2 separate regions of the Oryctolagus cuniculus genome follow, and region 1 is linked to region 2. A link is a contact called in public Hi-C data. All regions are on one chromosome and are shown on one strand. The core of a region is the stretch at or near the end of the contact, and the rest is flanking DNA. Distances in the headings are between cores, read along the strand shown. Region 1 holds the start of NPR3 (natriuretic peptide receptor 3). Region 2 has its middle 43 kb from the start of NPR3.

Region 1 (4,848 bases), core at 866-3,365, 43 kb after region 2:
GCCAGGAGCTTCTCCTGGGTCTTCCACACGGGTATAGGGGTCCAAGGACTTGGGCCATTTTCTTCTGCTTTCTTAGGCCATAGCAGAGAACTGCATCTGAAGTGGAGCATCCAGGACGTGAACCAGTGCCCATATAGGATGCCGGCACTGCAAGCGGTGGCTTTACCCGTTACATCACAGCATTGGCTCCTGTAATTGACTTTCAAATGCACAACTCTTTTTTTTTTTAAATGAAATGTAATTGCCAAAGCTCAAAGAACTGGGTAAAAATATGAGTTTATTCACTTTTGTAAAAGAAAGCTGCAGGTCTGTCACTGAAGTCTCAGATCTTGATTTCTTATTTATTTATTTGAAAGTCATAGTTACAGAGAGATGGAGAGACAGAGAGATTTCCATCGGCTGTTTCACTCCCCAGATGGCCACAACAACTGGAGCTGTGCTGGTCTGAAGCCATGAGCTAGAAGCTTCTTCCAAGTCTCCCACATGGGCAGCAGGACCCCAAGCACTGGGGCCATCTTCTACTGCCTTCCCAGCCACATTAGCAGGGAGCTGGATCTGAAGTGGAGCAGCAGAGACTGGAACCAGTGCCCATATGGGATGCCGGCACTGCAGGTGGCAGCTTTACCTGCTGTGCCACAACACCAACCCCAGATCTTGAGTTTTACCTCACATTCTTTGCACAAGGGCCCCGTTGTCAGCATAATTTTCTGGCCTGCTGTGACTGATGGAGTTCTAGCCATCATGTTTGTATTCCAGAAAGGAAAAAGAAGTTTAATTGGCCTTAGTCTATGTCCTCCTTTAAAGAAGTTTCTTGACCATTTTCCCAACAATTTCTACCTCCATCAGTACAGTTTTTAAGCAGAGCAAATTGCTGCCTTGAATAAAGTAGGGTTCTATTAGTAAGGACAAAGAGGAGAAGGAGCATGGCAGGACAGAGAGCCATCTCCTCCACAGATCACTTCCACGGCTCAAAAGCCCTATTCAGTAGAAGTCTTCAAGCTCCAAAAATCTGGCAAGAGCTCAAAGCCCCATTGCCTGTGCTTTGAGCTTCTCTGCAGTCTCTCTATGTGGAGGTGTCACCCTATAGTCTGTTTCCATGGTGCTCCCTCCTTATGTTATGGGCTGGCTCAAGTCAGAAGAGCGAGATGTTTCTATGGGCTTGTCACAGATGGTTTTAGTTACTGGGCCATTTTTTTAAACAATATTTATTCATTTATTTATTTGAAAGGCAAAGTGACAGAGGAGTGAGGGAAAGAAGGAGGGAGGGATGGGTACAGAGAGAGAGAGAGAGAGAAAGAAATTTTATCCACTGATTCCTTCCCCAAATGTCCAAAACTGCCAGGGCTGATCCAGGCCAAAGCCAGGAACCTACAATTCTACCCAGGGTTTTCGTGTGGGTAGTAGGAGCCTAGGTACTTGAGGCATCTTCCACTGCTTTCCAAGGTGCATTAGCAGGGAACTGGATTAGAAGCGGAGCATCTGAGAAATTCCTAGAAACAGCACTCTGATATAGGATGCAGGTGTCACAAGTGGCTGCTTAACCCACTGTGCTACAATGCTGTCCCCAGGTTGTAGTTTTAAACATATACTCTCCAGTGAGCACTTGCTTTTGATAATTAAGCACCTCTCTCTCTCTCTCATAACAACACAGAGATTTTACTTGAGGAAAACAGTGATTCAACTATCACACACAGTTCCTCTGCCCACAGTGATTAGACAGGAAGAGGCAGGTGACCTAATCAGGACAATGAAAGGTCAGGTCCAGGACTTGTGTTCAAACTGTCTTTTCATCTGGAAGACAGAATCTAAAGTTAGGAAGGATCTCAGGTAATTGGTTCAGTCCTTCTCTTTGATGATGGAGACAAGCATTAGAAACATACTAAACTTAGACCCAAGGAAACCCATGTAGAGTTGGTGCAAATGTCAATGGATGTGCCGTTCTGCGGAGCGCTCTAACTGTAGTAAGGAAAATCAAAGCACATTATTCATACCTCTGAGTCCAAAACACATACACCTAAGAAATGCTCATACATGTCCATATGGGGACACAAGATGAGGCCCTTCATCAGAGCAATACTGGTAGCAGGGAATTAACACAGTTGTCAACAGCTGGGAGAATGAGTACAGAAAATTACGGTAAAATATTCAGCATGCAGTAGTCATGATGTCGATTTCACACAACATTGTTCTTTACATCTATCTCTGTTACTCTCTGGAAAAATAAGAATTAACACAAAATAATTTCTGTATTGGAATGCATAGCATGCATACACAAGAAACTTTCTGAAGAGTATAGATTTATCTGCAGTGTGTATTAAGCACATTAAAAAGGATCCTATGGAATGAAAAGAATTTGAAGAGAGCAGTGAAGGGGAGAAATCAAAATAAGACACGGACCTTGCAGACTGATAATGTTGATAATGAGAGCGTGCCAAGAATTGTGGATGTGATTAATTAAAAAATTGTGTGTGAGGTTAGCAAAGATTAATAAAGTGATTCACTATAATGCGAATGATTTGCAATGTGAGATAATGTTTGAATATAATAATATTTGAAATTGCCGAAGTTGAATGTCATTTCCATGTCAGACCACAGGACAACTCAAAATCTGAAAAACAACAGGGTTCAAGTTAAAACAGTCCTTCCTGTTTCTCCCAGGCAGCTTGCAAAGGGAAAATGAAGATGAAGGCTAGAAAGAGAGTATGTTTGCAGAACAGATGAAGAGCAAAGAAGAACAATTCATGTCAAAGGAGTTACAACAATTGAGTAGGAACAATGTCAACTTGATGGAACAATTTTCTCCACTAATAAGAGGGGGAAATTTGATGTCACAACATGATTACCAAAAATATGAGAGGGCAAATGTCAAGAATTTTCCTGATGTTTTCCTCATGCATTCTATTCTATTTTAGTCTCAGGCATCAGCTATTCAAGATTTAATACCAAGTGGAATGTACTAGTTGGAAAGAAATAAAAAACTGCATCTCATAGCCTTGCACATGAGGTAACAGAAATTTTCCTCATTACCTTTAATTTCTGTTCATAGCATGATAAAAGATAATGCATGTTTTTTTAAAAGAATACTGCAATTTTTTTCTCATTAGAAAGGAAATAATCAAGAATTAAGTATGAATGATGAGTGCTGTAATTTGACACCCTAAGACCTCTTAAAGTTGGTATTTAGGATCTTTGGCCTCTTATATTATTTTCATAATCAGAAATCCAATGTGCTCATATCTGAATGTTTTGAAAATTACGCCTTTAGGAGTTTGTATATATGAATTTATATATGTGATCAATGCTCTTTATCTTTCCTTTCCTTTTATTATTTCTTTTAAATTATTTTCCCAAAATAATCTTTGCATTCTTTTGATTAGTCATTGATAAAATGAAATTGAGTACCAACCTAGTGTTCAGGAAGGAAGGAAAATAAATCACAGCTCTCGTGAGTTTATATTTTAATGACTTAATGCTCATAAGAGTATAAAATGTTCAATATTAATAAAAGATCAGAAAAATGATTTTTATTATATTTTTTAAAAATTTGACATATTTTTGTCCTGATAATGTTGCTGTTAAACAAAGGGGCATATTTGACTGTTATGTTGCCTCTCAGACAGTCAAAAATATTATTTATTTGAGAGACAGAAACAAAGAGAGAGAGAGCTGTCACCCCTTGGTTCACTCTCCAAATGCCTGCAACAGTCGTGGGTGGACCAGGATGAAGCCAAGTGCTGGGATTTCAACCTAGATTTCCTTTGTGCGTGGCAGGGACCTAAAAACTTGAGCCGTCACCACTGCCTCTTGGGGTGTGCAATAGCAGGAAGCTGGAGTTAGGAGCTTGAACCCTCAAACAAAGGAAAAGTATCTCAAGCTATGGAACACCATGGTCTTTGACACCCTACAAATGTTGGAAAAGATTTGTTGAATTGGACATACGCATTAAGCCCAATATTTATCAATCCTGAGTATTTGGTACATCAAGGTGTATTCTTTCCTCTATTTATGGTAATATCCACAACTATAAATTAAATGCATTTCTCCTAATACAGTTCTCTTTCTGTTTTAATACAGTCTTCCCCCATCCTCCAAGTCCTGCACCTTGCATAGCTCTCTGTTTTTGTTACTCCCTAATTCATCCCTGTGTCCTCTTGATCCCTGGAGTCCTCTCAGCCTGCGTTTCTGGAGGAGTCTGAGAGCTGTTCAGGGCAGCTGATGGGCGGAAACATGAGCACCTGCTTTCTTTGCCCAATTATGTAGGAGAAAGGATAAGGAATAAGTTCTTGTCTCCAGCTTACTAGTAAATATCCAAGGCTGGGAATCCAGGGGGCCAATATCAAAGTGATCGCCAACAGAGTTCCCCCAGGGAAGCCACTGTTACCAAACATTGCAAAAGAAGGTCTGTTGTATCAGGCAGTAGATAATCTTAAACAAACTACATATAAAGCCTATCGTTTGAGTTTTGAATTCATTTATTCATTCCATAAGTACTTACAGGACACTTACTTGGTGTAAGAATTTTTTAACAGGCACTGAAGAGACTGTAAGAAGAATTGCCACTTATTAATTTTCTACTGAATACCAAGGATTTTGCATTTGCTTTTTTTCAATATTAGAACAATATCTCTATCTTGCAAGAGGAGAATGGAGGAGAGTGAAGAAGCTGATGGTCAAAACGGTTAGGTGATAATCTAGCAACATATTTGTAAGGCTTTTTTAAAAAGATTTATTTATTTATTTATTTGAAAGTCAGAGTTACACATAGAGAGAAGGAGAGGCTGAGAGAGAGGTCTTCAATCTGCTGGTTCACTCCCCCAATTGGCTGCAACAGCTGGAACTGCTCTGATC
Region 2 (5,330 bases), core at 1,324-3,823:
TTACCAAATAAGATCACAAAACATCTGCCCTAAATTCCCCATAGGCTCCCCTGTAGGTGCAAGCAATAGTGAAAGGACTAAGACATACACATTCACACCTGGAAGTGATGAGCTTCCCATGTTTGTGATGGCATTTTTTTTTTTTTTTTGGACAGGCAGAGTGGACAGTGAGAGAGAGACAGAGAGAAAGGTCTTCCTTTTGCCGTTGGTTCACCCTCCAATGGCCGCCGCCACCGGTGCGCTGCAGCCAGCGCATCGCGCTGATCCGAAGCCAGGAGCCAGGTGCTTCTCCTGGTCTCCCATGGGGTGCAGGGCCCAAGCACTTGGGCCATCCTCCTCTGCACTCCCGGGCCACAGCAGAGAGCTGGCCTGGAAGAGGGGCAACTGGGACAGAATCCGGCGCCCTGACCAGGGCTAGAACCTGGTGTGCCAGCGCCGCAAGGCGGAGGATTAGCCTAGTGAGCCGCGGCGCTGGCTGTGATGGCATTTTTTAAAAGCACTACTTTTATACATGCATTTCAGCTATTGAAGACAAATCAGCAGAAAATGTTTCAGTCTAGCAAAGCAGAATGTTGGCAGTAAAAGACAAAGCTTCATTTCTTTTCCCAAATGTGGAGGCATTGTTCTCAGCTCCTGCCACCACTCCTCAAAGCAGGGCACCTGTCTGCATCTGAGGAGGTGGTGCCAGTGCCCCGTCCAGCCGCACTAGGTGCCCCAGGGTTTAGCTCCTGACCGACAGCTCTGGCCCCTCAGAGTGCTGTGTTTCGATCTGAGTGAAGTTTCAAAAGGAGTTTCCTCCTCTTCCTCCTTTTTCTTCCTCCTTCTCCTCCTCTTCCTTCTTCTAAATATAGAAGCATTTAAAACATACAAAAATAGTAAAAACAATTTAAAATAACATTAAAAAATGGACAGTGATAAAAAAGGGCAGGATGATAGACTCACTTTTTTTTTTTTTAAGATTTACTTATTAATTTGAAAGAGTTACACACAGAGAGAAGGAGAGGCAGACAGAGAGAGAGAGTCTTCTATCTGCTGGTTCACTCCACAATTGGCCTTAACAGCCGGAGCTGAGCTGATCCAAAGCCAGGAGCCAGGAGCTTTTTCCAGGTCTCCCACATGGGTGCAGGGGCCCAAGGAGTTGGGCCATCTTCTACTGCTTTCCCAGGCCATAGCAGAGAACTGGATAGGAAGTGGAGCAGCTGGGACTTGAACCGACACCCATATGGGATGCTGGCACTGCAGGCGGCAGCTTTACCCATTACGCCACAGCACTGGCCCCCAGACTCACTTTTGCTTGGAAAGTCTTTCATTTCCACGGTTCCAGTTTTGAGTATTTGGGCACGATGATTTAGCTCTGAGCGAAACTTTCTCAGTCCACTGTTGTGCTGGAATTAAAACAAGCCTGGCCATCATACGAGGGCCACCTGAATGCAGAACAGTATAGCAGGTAGGTCTGGGGGTGCAGAATAGGCCAATGGTGCTCCCCTTGCCTTCGGAGTCGACTGTCAGGACCAACAGCACAGTGAATGGGGCCCTCCAGGAGCACGCAGCGGGGCCAGTTCAGCATAGTGGTCTTAGTGGGAGGAAGTGGGGCTCTGTGATTTGGATCAGTGTGTCTCTCAGGACCTGAGCTGCTGGGTGGTTCACAGCTACCCTGGATTCAGCAGAGGACACAAGAAGAAAGTCCCTCTATTTAGATGACCCTAAGATTAAGAAGAAATGGAAACTCAGGCTTCTTGATCAAACATGGCTTCCTTCAAGAAAATGAGGAGGAAGGAGGAGGAAGTGGGGAGAAAGGCATGCATAAGAACCTCCATGGGAATGTGTGAGTGCGCAAGACAGGTGGCACCGGGCCAGCATTGTGGTATAGCAGGTTAAATCACTACTTGCGACGCTGGCATCCCATATCGCAGTGCTGTTTTGAGTGTCAGCAGCTCCACTTCTGATCCAGTTTCCTGCTAATGGACATGGAAGACAGCAGATGATGGCTCAAGTACATGGGCCCCTGCCACCCATGAGGAAGACCTGGATGGAGTTCCAGGCTCCTGGCTTTGGCCTGGCCCTAGAGCTGGCTATTGTCGTCATTTGGGGAATGAGCTAGTAGATGGAATATCTCTGTTTCTCTCTTCCGCTCTCCCTGTTGCTCTTTCAAGTCAAACAATCAATCAGTTGATTTTTTTTAATGCAGATGGCATTTTAATGCAGATGGTAAGGGACAACTCCAAGACCAACCCTAGAGAATAGGAAGGCTCCAACATGCTGCCGAATGACTCCGTAACACCGCTCCTGGACAAACTCCCAGGACCTCGTGATTTATGAAATTAATGGTTATGAAGTCTATGAAGCACTTGAATACTTTCTAACTTCTGTGATCTCTCTTCTGCTATTTATTCCACCTCTCTCTGGACCACCCCGTGAGTCCTAGCAAGGCTTAGCAAATTCTCGTACATCCTGTTTGTAAGGCGGCAGTGCCGGGCACAGTCGGTAGGTGTCACTAACAGTCCAGGTGCCCACTCAGCAAGCCCTTAGGTCGGAAGCTTCAGGCTCCCTTTGATGAATGAGCTCCCTACTTGGTTGGCTCCGTGAGGCCGAAAACGCTGCGCTTCATATTTACTCCGGCCAGTGGGGACCTGACGTGCCCGCGTCTGAGAGCGTAGCTTGCCCCCGTCACCAGCTGCCGCGGGCATTGCCAGGAGGCCGCAGTCGCCGTCAAGGCTGGTTCAATGGCATTTCATGGCGTCTGGCCCTGGCCCCCTGCCCTCTGGACTGCAGGCTTGAAGCTGTGGCCAGAATCTTCGCTGGGAAGATGGAGACGGGATCAGGTAGCGCATGGTCCTGAGCGCAGGAGCCAGGCTGAGTGTGTCCTGTCACCTGATAGCACGCAGACACTCCTCACCAGCCTCTCAGGACTCCAGGCGCCAGGCAGCAAGTTGAGGTCAGGGAGTTTGTTTTATCTACTGATTTGGAAAAATATTTAGCCTCCCTGGAACAGGGATGTGCATTCCGTGTGCCTGAAGCCATGAAATTTGGCAAGTCCCGTATCAGATGCCTAGAGCTGTTATACAACTCAGTCTAATTTAGATTGCAAGGCTGCCAGAGAGGAGCCAGGTCTCTCTGCCTAGGTCCAAGTCCCTTCTGACCATTCCTAGGGTCCAACAAACAATATCAACAACAACAACAACAACAATAATTGTTATAATAATACACACGATGATGATAACCAGCCCAGATTTTGACCTACAGTTCAAGACACATAGCTCTGGAGGCTCAGCAGTTAGAATCTGGCCCAGAGCAACATGTGAGTGACTTGTGCAGCAATTTGGCCACTGTACAAATAAAGACAAAGGTATCCTACAGTGCGAATTAGTATGAAAGACATCTCCCAAGCTAGTGTTTCTTCCACAGTTAGCTCTTAGAACAAGGAAAGGAAAGGATTCTTGTAACCTTTTCGTTTGCCCCAGAGAAGGGGCCACTGCTTGTCTCAGATAATTTATTCAACATTGTTTCAAAAAAGCTTTAATTCTGTCTCTTCCTTTGGCATGCTGTATGTGAATCTGCAAGGGCAAGCAATAACACTGGATCCTTTGGGAAAACAGCACTTGGAATGGACAAGGAAGCTCAAAACCAGTGTGTCTGGCGCCCACCTTTCAAGTGATCGGTGGGAGTCGTGCTGGGTGTAGACGTTGCGTGTGCAGCTGTCGGGAGAGTGCACAGCTCACGTTCAGACAGATCTGGCTTCAACTGGGGCAGATCGCTCAGCGTTTTTATCTGGATCTTCTGCTCCTCACATTAAGATGTATTCTGTGGAATGCGAATTTTGCAGGATGGGGGAAAAGTAACAGGAAGCAACAAGGAACCCCACTTCAAGGGAAATTTTAAATACATTTGGGAAGGTTAGATAATGAGCAACTGCCTTTGTGACTAGAGGGTCACTCAGAGTCTGTCCTGTATTAGAATACGATGTCATGGCCGGCGCCGTGGCTCACTAGGCTAATCCTCCCCATTGCGGCGCCGGCACACCGGGTTCTAGTCCTGGTCGGGGCTCCGGATTCTTTCCTGGTTGCCCCTCTTCCAGGCCAGCTCTCTGCTGTGGCCCGGGAGTGCAGTGGAGGATGGCTCAAGTCCTTGGGCCCTGCACCCCATGGGAGACCAGGATAAGCACCTGGCTCCTGGCTTCAGATCAGCGCGATGTGCCGGCCGCAGCAGCCATTGGGGGGGTGAACCAATGGCAAAAAAAGGAAGACCTTTCTCTCTGTCTGTCTCTCTCACTGTCCACTCTGCCTGTCAAAAAAAAAAAAAAAAAAAAAAAAAAAAAAAAGAATACAATGTCGTTCTCGAAGAGGGAGCAACTCACAAATGAAAAGACAATTAAATGGATGCAACTGGAGGTTATTATGCTTAGTGAAAAATGCCCTACACCAAGACAAATAGCACACATTTACTCTGATTTGTGGTAGCTAATATGTAGAGTGTAAAAAAATTTAATGTGTATGAGTGAAATTGACATCTTGGGATTTGATTATTGTCTATAGCCCTCGTTCCTGCTGAACATTGTCTTTTTATTTTTTGCTTATTGAACTCTTTTTTTTAAAAAAGATGTATTTATTTGTTTGAAACACAGAGCTACAGAAGCAAAGAGAGAGAGAGGGAGAGAGAGAGAGGGAGAAAGGGAGAGAGAGGGAGAGAGAGAGAGGGAGAAAGGGAGAGAGAGGGAGAGAGAGAGAGGTCTTCCATCTGCTGGTTTACTCCTCAAATGGCCATAATGGTTGGGGTTAGGCCGATCTGAAGCCAGGAGCCAAGAGCTTCTTCTAGTTCTCCCACACAGATGCAGGGGCCCAAGATCTTGGGCCATTCTCCACTGCTTTCCCAGGCCATATCACAAAGCTGGATCAGAAGTGGAGTAGCTGGGACTTGAACCGGCCCCTGTATGGGATGCCAGCACTACAGGCGGTGGCTTTACCAACTATGCCACAGTGCCGGCCCTTTGTTGAACTCTTTATTTAGTGGAGCATTAAGCCTTTGACTGTAAAGTAAATTGAAAATATGCTATTGTAAATATTAAAACAGAAAGGAAGGAAGGAGGGAGGAAGAGAATTTCTATTATGTTCTTAGAGTTGTATCAACAAACTACATGATATCTGGTTTACATTAATAAAAAAGTAAATGAAAGAATTAAAAAAAAAGGGCAATGGCTATCTAAGAGTTGCCCAAACTTATCCAACTATGGGACTTTTTCATAAAGCCACTCATGGAATTTAGGAGTTAAGGGAAGCATGGGCTACATTCCCTGAGACTCCTCAGGTTGCAGGTAGTGGTGACCACACACTAGC

Evidence for each region. Hi-C and Micro-C count contacts between places; a contact is called where the count stands out from the background.
Region 1: a contact with region 2 is called in a Hi-C map of an unstated tissue, with 2.8 times the contacts expected there. The contact joins the promoter of NPR3 here to the enhancer-like site in region 2. A contact is called at or near these places in 3 of 6 Hi-C or Micro-C datasets (embryonic fibroblasts, skin fibroblasts and an unstated tissue).

Annotation. Positions count from the first base shown.
Region 1 is chr14:58,786,090-58,790,937 of mOryCun1.1, forward strand. NPR3 (natriuretic peptide receptor 3) reads left to right here and starts at 2,116. Exons shown (of 8, transcript XM_051853840.2): 1 at 2,116-4,848. The region is part of intron 1 of LOC138845174 (large ribosomal subunit protein uL23-like); the gene reads left to right.
Region 2 is chr14:58,742,803-58,748,132 of mOryCun1.1, forward strand. No RefSeq gene overlaps it. Among named protein-coding and RNA genes, the nearest start is that of NPR3, 43 kb to the right of the region's middle. Within about 2 kb of position 2,574, at least 1 of the 8 cell types and tissues checked has an H3K27ac peak or open chromatin away from gene starts, as enhancers often do.